3 separate regions of the Rattus norvegicus genome follow, and all the other regions are linked to region 1. Evidence: chromatin contacts called from public Hi-C data. All regions are on one chromosome and are shown on one strand. The core of a region is the stretch at or near the end of the contact, and the rest is flanking DNA. Distances in the headings are between cores, read along the strand shown.

Region 1 (2,854 bases), core at 147-2,646:
ACACCCCCCCCCCCAATCCGCCTCCCGGGCAGCATCTGCCGCTGGGCAAAGCCTTTCAGCTCCGCGCGAACAGGGCGTGCCGGGGGGGCGCTGCGGATTATCATAAAATCCTAAACGAGTCCCCTTCGGTTGTTCTAAGCTTAGAAACAAAGCTCCTAGACGAGCCAGCCCAGCCCTGTCGGGGACCCGCCACCCGAGCTCCCTGGCCCAATCCAAGGACCACGCCCAGTCAGAGTCTTAGGCCGAACAGCGACTGGCCTAGAGCTGGAGTCTTTCAGGCGAAGATTCGCCCCTCCTGCCCTACCCGCTTCATGAGGAGGACCCCTCCCCATGTCTGTCTACTCTCCTCAAACCCCAGAGGTCTCCACCCTCCCTTCATCTCCCCTCCCCTCTTCATTCTTCAGAGCAGCCTCGCCTCGGCGCCACCTGCGCGAAGCTTCAGACCCGCCTCCCACCCAATTCTCAATCCTTCTCAAACCTCCTCCCCTAGATTCGATCACCTGTCCCCACCCATCTCCCGGTTTCGGCTCAAATCCAGGCCTCTACCCCGGTTTGTCCCAGCCAGCTACCCAGGCCCGGGGCGTCGATGTCCCTCACTCGCCGAGATCGAAGCTGCGTGGCAGACTTGGCGACAGGGCTCCAGCGGAGAGACCTAGCGCCGCGCCGCTAGGGGCTGGGCAGATGCAAGAGGCCTTTGTGGTTTCAGCAGGTGCCTCAAGGGCCTCCGCTCTGCTTAGGGACAGAGGATACAGATGGTCGGGCTTTGGACCACGTTAGGCAGATATCAAGCCCGAGGCGAAAGAAAGCAAGGACAGTAAATCTAGGCAGTGGGTGGGAACCAGGGACAGCGGCGATCCAGGGACGTAGAAGAGGGCAGGTCCGGCCACCAGAGAAAATGCCCCTCACACATTCCCACCTTTTAGCCATTTACTGCACGTCGATCAGCTACGGCGGCGCGACTACTGGGTGCTAGGCGTGAACCCCTTCAACTTGGTCGCCTCCTTACTCTAGTTATTTGGAAATCTCCCCAGCACACACTAAACGCCTTAGGCGTCGCAAGGCGCCAAGCCCAGCCCCGTGGGCGTACAAAGACCCTGACTTGGCGCCCCACCTTAGTCCGGATCTCCCCGAATCCTAAACATCTCTTTCAGCAGCTGGGGGAGCCTAGGCGCATCCCAATTCCCTCCCTTTTGTGCGCCTCAGGAAGAAACTGAAAGAGGGGTGGATGCTTCAGCCTGGGAAGATCAAGCCCACCACCCTCCCCTCGCCATCACCCACTCCTCCAGGATGCTGCGATTGTGCGGGTCCGTCGGTCGGTCTCTGGGTCTCGCCGCGGCGCGGTAGCTGCGGGTGCACGGGGCGGGAGCCGCTGCTAGCGCGCTCTCTCGGTGGCTGCCTTGCGCGCCCGGAGCTGGAGTCCCGAGTGGCGAGCGGGGGTGGGGACGCGGGGTGGGGGCTGGGAGCCGCCTGGGCCAATCACGGATCCGAGGGCTCCGCCCCAGTGCTCGCCACCTCGCGCTAGCAGGTTAGGCGGAGGCGGGACCAGCAGCGCCCCGCATCCTCCGCGCGGCCGCCGCCTTTGGGACTACAAATCCCGACAGTCCTTGTTGCAGGCCCGGGGTCCAAGAGGGGACAGAGGGCATGGCCCCAGAACCTCGACAACCCCCAGCTCTCTAAGCGCCATTCTCAGCGTTCCTTTCTGGTCCCATGGTAACTAGCGACATTTCACAAAGGCCCGGCTCTGTGGCGGTATGGCTCGAGTCCCCTGGGAGGGTATGAGGCGGCTCCGGAGGACACATCGCATCCCCTCCCTCTGCAAGACCCCACCCGCAGGGGCTGAAACAATGCGGTGGCGGGGTCTCTCCGAGGCTGCGGGTCCCCACTTGCGCCATCGGGTTAACGACCTACCGAGTCTGAGACTGACGGGATTGCAGACTGTAAAGGGCGAGGGTGGTCAGTACAGGAAAACTGTTCTCATAGACCAAGGGGACGGGCACTCTGGGCGCCTCAGTTCCGCACCTGCCTTCCCTTGAGGTTTGGGAACCACTGTTTTGTCCAGCGCAGCGCTTGGACGTCTATATCCAGCCCAGATCCTATCCTATTTTTGACATCTCCTTTAAAAGCTAGTGAAACCTCTGGAAAGTGTGTGTGTGTGTGTGTGTGTGTGTGTGTGTGTTAAACTCAGTTCACATCAGCATCTCTCCATCTTTATTTCCTGGTTGCTGTTGTTTTGACTGTCTTGTTATGTAGCCTCTGCTAGCCTAGAACTTGCAGTGAACCCCCTGCCTCTGTCTCCCGAGTGGTGGGATTTCAGATGTACACCGCCGCGCCTGGTCCAGTTTCACCTTTTTTAGTACACACTTGACTTAACCACAAATAATCATGTAAATGGAGCCGGAGGACAGTCCTTTTTCCTTAACTAATCTACGGCTCAAGCCTTTCCCTGAGACTAACACAGGTCAGTCTATCATTATTGTGACAGTTTAAGTACGGCTTCAGAATTTGCCTCTCCTCACTTGACGTCACCCCAACGGTGTTGCAAACCCCGTGTTGAAATGCAACATCAATACTGCCCCCTCCCCCACTACCCTGGATTCCTGGGGATCTCCAACTGCTGTTGAAGAAGCCAGTTCTTTTCAGGGCTTCCCTCAGCTCCGGGGGTGGGGATGGGGTGTGAGTACCTTGGCTGCTTTCCTGAAGTGCTTTTCTCTAAGGCTATTTTCAAAGAAAATCGTGTTTTACAATCGTGTTTCGGGTGGAGGGAGCGGGATCCTCTGAATTTTAACCAAATGTACACCCAACTGCCCGTTAGAGGACCTCCAGTCTCCAAAGTGTGGGTCCCATTGGGCCATGT
Region 2 (2,740 bases), core at 8-2,507, 150 kb before region 1:
CTAAGTGCAAACATTCTTTCCTTCCACATTTCCATACTGTCTGGGACTTGCCTGAATGTCCCAAGTCCCTGCTTTCTCTGCACCCCAAGCCTAGGCACACTTACAGCTTTCAGTGCATCCTCCAGGCTTCGGAACGGGCCCTGCTTCTGGTTTTGGCTAGCAACAGCTGTCACCTTCTTGGGTTGCTTCTTGTTTACTGGTTTCTTAGACTCTGCAGCAGGGGGTGGAACTTGCTCTTTATTCTGCCGCTTCATGATTTTCTCAAAGCCACGCTCATAAAGAGTGCTTGTAGGCTGGATTGGCGCTGGAATGAAGACAGGCAGAAAACAGCAGGTCACCCTTAAGACCCCAGGGTTCACCGTACAGTGGTCTCTTCTTTGTAGGGGATCCTAAGTCATTTACAGGGAGATTCTGTCCCTCTCGTCTTTGGAAGCTGCTTAGAAGAACAGCCAAGCACCCTCCTGGTGTCTGATTTTAAACACCACAGGTAGGTCCCTGGCCCTTCCAGTTCTTTATTAGACAAGTCATAATACATGGGAGCCAGACCACACTTTTTCCAGCACGGTCTCCACCCCCAATTCTTCTTGGTTCTGAGATGACAACTCTATATTCAACAAGTGGCAAGCTTTCTCTCCCTCTCTTGGAGACTGGGGAGACAGGTGACACAGAAATTAATTCCTGGTTGGAGTGTATGTCTGGCCATTCCTCCCAATGCTGGCCTTCTCATCCACTCCTCAGACCTGTTGGTTACTTAAGAAGGGGTTCCATGTAGGAACCCAGGTGCCTCTGCCACACGTCTCAGATACCTGGCCAGCGAGGGCCGGGACAGCTGAGAGGGTTGTGTGCAAAGGCCTGAACTATGGAGATCGGAATTCCAGCCTCCTCCGACGCGAAAGACGGTTTCTCTGGGCCTCCGCTTCCCGACCTATGCAGTGGAAATGACCACCTCTCCTTGTGCTATCAGTCAGCGTGGCCGGGCCCTGCGGATCTGCTCCCGGCTCCCGCAGCTGCTCAGCCGCGCCCCTGACCCACAGGCCCAGGTGGGCGGCGGCGAATACTTACAGCTCAGGTCATATTTCCACACTCCATTTGCCTCTCCGAGTGCCCGGCGGTCACCGCCGCCACCTCGCCCACCGCTGCTTGCTCCAGGTCGCCGGCTCCTCTTCACCACCTCCCAGCCCCCGCTACCCGCTGCTCTGGCCGCCATGACTTCGGCTCCGCCACCTCCCGGCTTTCCGCTCGGCTCAACCTCCGCGCGGTGCCACGTCTGCTGCTGCCGCCGCCGCCGCAAGGCATCCTGGGACTCGTAGTCTGTTCTCGTCGCGCGGCGCGCGGAGGGCCTGGGGAGTGATGGCGGCGGTCAGGTCCTCCCCCTGCGGCGCAAAAATTACCCTGCACCTGCGATGCGGGCTCGGCCCTGGCTGGCTTGGAAATGAGACTATTCCCTTTTTTTTTCTTATCTTTGCAATGCTCCTGAAGGATGGAATGAAACTAGTTCTCACCTCGGGGGAGACTGAGGATTAAATGTGTTCTTCTTTCTTAGAAAGTGGTTGTCTGTTAGCGATTAAACTTCCTATTTGGCGGCCCACAAATTTAGTTGCTGAGGAGTGGAAAGATGCGGACTTCGGGGAGGAAAGTAGAGCGGCGGAGCCGAGAAAATCTGGCACAGCCGGGCCGTGTTCCCTTTCCAGGCAGCAAGGAAAGGACAGGCTTGGCTCCAGATGTTCAGCTAAGTGGTGGAGAGCCCCAGACAGCAAGATCTGACCCTAGTCTGCCTACAAAACTTGAATCATCCCTTGCTAGGGAGCATGATGGATTGTAAAACAGCACTGAAAACTTCACAGTTAAGGAAATATGTTGCTTTGTGTGCTTGAGTGAAACTCATGCTGCCACACTGCTGCACACCCCATGCCCCCACCCGCTTTTTTTTTTTTTTTTTTTTTAATAGACAGGGTTTCTCTGTGTAGCACTGGCTTCCTGGTACTCTGTACACCAGGCTGGCCTTGAACTTAAAGATCTGCCTGTCTCTGCCTCCTGAGTGCTGGGATTAAAGACATCACTGGCAAGGAGTAGTACATTTTCTTACAGGATACGTTACTCAGTTGAGGGATGCTTGAAGACCTAGGAGGATAAGGGAAGTGGATTCTGAAACAGGTGGTAGTTGAGATGACTCCTAGGGAGGGAGAATTTTCATTGGTTGGGGATCATGGCCTGTGGAGAGACTGCTTCCATTGCATGGCTTTATTAATTTAGGCAAAGGTCTAGAGTGGTAGACTATATGAGAAGACTAGAAGTAGTTTGACATGACTTCATACAATTGGAAAAGGATCTTGGCTGCTAAATCTAGACTTGTATTGTCTAGACCCTAGAAAACCGAGGGGAAAGGTGATATACCCTTAAAAAAAAAAAAAAAAAAAACCAGGGTTGAGGATTTAGTTCAGTGGTAGAGCGCTTGCCTAGCAAGTGCAAGGCCCTGGGTTCCGTCCCCAGCTCCGAAAAAAAAAAAAAAAACAAAAAAAACCAAAAAAAAACAAAAAAAAAACAGCACACAGGCCTGTGTGAAGGATGGGTCAAGAGGGAGAAAACAGGAGGGATGGCCAACCCTTTGGTCTCCTGGTGTCCTCCATCCCCTTTGTGCCAGCTACAGCTGACTGTCTTGGGGAGTTCTGAGATGGAATGTCTAGCAAGGAAGCTATCTGTGCTGATCACCAATCAGTTCCTTTTTCAGCTGTTTACCTCT
Region 3 (3,163 bases), core at 461-2,960, 200 kb before region 1:
GGCTCACATGATACTTCGAGGACACTGGGGCTGGCCCCAGCCACAGGGTTGATAGTCTGGCTTGACAAAGGTCTCCACTCCATCCTCAAGGACGCAGCTCACTGTCCGAGTCACCACGTAGGCACACCAGTTCCTGTAGGCACAACCCTACCTGGGCCAAGGGACCAAAGACACAAGCCCCAGTGGGCCCAGAGGCTGAAGGAGGGTCAAAAGATGAAGGGGGCCTTGAGGACCCACTGAAAGGTAGGGTTTTTGCAGGGGCAGCACCATTCCCCCCCCCCTCTCTCTCTCTCACACACACACACACACACACACACACTTTCTTATGTCACTATAGCAGATAAAGACTTTTCAAGACAGGGAAGACATAAGGATACAAACACACAGAGACGTCAGTCCTCCTGACTGTGGGGTCCCAGAGCACCCTAGAATCCACGGTCTCTTGTGTACTTTTTTGGGCCTATCTCAAACCCCAGCTGTGTAAGCCGACCAGCTGGGTTCCTGTAGATGATCTTCTGCACACGGTGCTCCCACCCAACCCTCCAGGAGAAGAGCGGGGCAGGCAAATGTCCGGCCTATGCTTAAGCAAAGAATGAGCTACTGATGGGCTCTGTCCCCTTGGGGCTTGTGGTGCTGCCCTCTTGGCCCCATTCACACTGGCTTCTAGGCTATGGGCTGCTGCGATGCCAGAGGGAACAGAGCAGGAGGAGTGTCAGAATTATACACTAGCGGACGGGGCCAGGGAAGCCCTAGAGAAGGACAAAAGGTCTGCCTGATCCAGAGCTGGCTGGCACACAGCTGGCAGCTGGCAGGAAGGAGGGTCCATGGCCCTTGGTGTAGTTTCCCTGGGCACCGAACTGCAGACCTCCATAGGAAAGAGGGAAGAGGGAAGAGGGAAGAGGTCAGAGCTGATGGCCCTTAGGCCACCAAAGCCTGGAAAAAGTTCCACTGGGAGGTTCATATGGGCGGCACATTGATGGATGGGCCTCCATGCTGCCCTTCTCATTGCATTAAGCCCGTTGCCCACCTTCTAAAGACTTTCCCAACCATAGCTTCCAGCCCTGGCTGGGACACAGACTCTTACCTGTGGCGGCTGGCAGGCCGGGGTGAGTTCTGGGCCTGGGGTCCCCCAGGACTGAGGGCCCCACTGCCCCCTGTGTACAGGCTGTAGCCCCGAGGAGGGTAGCTGGCAGCTTCTGTGGCAATGGTCAGCAGACAGCAGAGATAGCAGCTCCAGAGGATTCTGGGGGCCATGGTGAGGTGTTCCTTGCTACCCTTAGAGACACATCTTGGTCTGACCAATGATGCCTGTACCCGTGCTTCCAGGGGATGCCGCTGCTTCAGGGGACAGCACGCTGAGCCAGCTCTGTCCCTAGCTTCCTGCCTGCAGCCCCCAGCTGCACGCCTCCTCCTTGGCTGCTGGGCCTGACCCCTCTTTCCCCCTCCTCTTTCCTCCTCAGGCTCCTGTCTGTCCCTCCCTCAGTTCCTTCCGCTCTCCTCTTCTGCACTTCTGAGGGGAGTCTGTTCTCCGGGCCCCTGGCCTCCTGTGCCTGGTCCCTGCCCCTTTCAGAAACTGCTTCCTGAGCCTCCACCCCCTGGCTCCAGCTGGCCCTCTTCTGGTCTCCCTGTTTTGTTCCCTGGTGACTGGATCCTAAAGATGACAGAGCTTTGCCCCTGTGGCTGTTGAGAGGCACAAGAGTGACTATGGTGCGGGCCAGCCTTCTCCCTCCCTCCCTTCTCTCCCCTCCCTTCCCCCTGTCTGGCTGGCGGTCCAGCCTCCCCCTTCCTCCCCCACCTCTCCAACCATCGTGAGCCACATCTGCTTCTTGTTAACTCCGGGAAAGAGGGGGGGGGGAGGAAAAACAGAGAAATGTGGAGTTGCTGCCGGGCTTGAGGCCAGCCTCTCAGACAGGCCACATGGAGCCTGGGCCAAATCTGGATAGGAGGCCCAGAGCTGGTGGCTAGGACCAGAAACCAGCCAGAGAGATCCAGATCCCCTGGGTTGGTCAGAGCGGGACTACTTGGGAGAAGATGAAGAGAGAGGGAGCCCTGAGGAGGAGGAAGGCAGGACTGTACAGCTGTGTGTGTGTGTGTGTGTGTGTGTGCGTGTGTGACTGTACAGATGTGTGTATGTGTGTGACTGTACAGACGTGTGTATGTGTGACTGTATGGTGATGATTGTGTGTGTGTGTGACTGTACAGACTTGTGTGTGTGTGTGACTGTACAGACGTGTGTGTGTGACTGTATGATGATAGTGTGTGTGTGTGTAACTGTACGATGATAGTGTGTGTATCTGTACAGATGACTGTGTGTGGCTGTACAGACTGTGTGTGTGTGACTGTACAGACGTGTGTCTGTGACTGTATGATGATAGTGTGTGTGTGTGTGTAACTGTACGATGATAGTGTGTGTATCTGTACAGATGACTGTGTGTGACTGTACAGACTGTGTGTGTGTGACTGTACAGACGTGTGTGTGTGACTGTATGATGATAGTGTGTGTGTGTGTAACTGTACGTTGATAGTGTGTGTATCTGTACAGATGACTGTGTGTGACTGTACAGACTGTGTGTGTGTGTGTCTGTACAGATGATTGTGTGACTGTACAGTCGTGTGTGTGACTGTATGATGATAGTGTGTGTGTGTGTGTAACTGTACGATGATAGTGTGTGTATCTGTACAGATGACTGTGTGTGACTGTACAGACTGTGTGTGTGTGTGTGACTGTACAGACGTGTGTGTGACTGTATGATGATAGTGTGTGTGTGTGTAACTGTACGATGACAGTGTGTGTATCTGTACAGATGACTGTGTGTGACTGTACAGACTGTGTGTGTGTCTGTCTGTCTGTACAGATGATTGTGTGACTGTACAGACGTGTGTGTGTGACTGTATGATGATAGTGTGTGTGTGTGTAACTGTACGATGATAGTGTGTGTATCTGTACAGATGACTATGTGTGACTGTATAGACTGTGTGTGTGTGTGTGTCTGTACAGATGATTGTGACTGTACAGACGTGTGTGTGATGGTATGATGATAGTGTGTGTGTGTGTGTAACTGTACGTCGATAGTGTGTGTATCTATACAGATGACTGTGTGTGACTGTACAGACTGTGTGTGTGTGTGTCTGTACAGATGATTGTGTGACTGTACAGACGTGT

The links. A called contact is a pair of places that touch in the nucleus more often than the background predicts.
Region 2: a contact with region 1 is called in a Hi-C map of prefrontal cortex, with 2.3 times the contacts expected there. The contact joins the promoter of Tmem214 here to the promoter of Dpysl5 in region 1. A contact is called at or near these places in 8 of 12 Hi-C or Micro-C datasets (the A7r5 cell line, the Rat2 cell line, frontal cortex and 5 more).
Region 3: a Hi-C map of Schwann cells shows a contact between it and region 1, with 7 times the contacts expected there. The contact joins the promoter of Emilin1 here to the promoter of Dpysl5 in region 1. A contact is called at or near these places in 6 of 12 Hi-C or Micro-C datasets (the A7r5 cell line, Schwann cells, frontal cortex and 3 more).

What each region holds. Positions count from the first base shown.
Region 1 is chr6:31,377,952-31,380,805 of GRCr8, forward strand. Dpysl5 (dihydropyrimidinase-like 5) reads right to left here and starts at 1,397. Exons shown (of 13, transcript NM_023023.1): 1 at 1,279-1,397.
Region 2 is chr6:31,229,124-31,231,863 of GRCr8, forward strand. It overlaps Tmem214 (transmembrane protein 214), which reads right to left and starts at 1,258. Exons shown (of 17, transcript NM_001014195.2): 1 at 1,063-1,258; 2 at 105-304. The coding sequence starts at 1,207.
Region 3 is chr6:31,181,947-31,185,109 of GRCr8, forward strand. It overlaps Emilin1 (elastin microfibril interfacer 1), which reads right to left and starts at 1,711. Exons shown (of 8, transcript NM_001399395.1): 1 at 1,085-1,711; 2 at 8-133. The coding sequence starts at 1,254.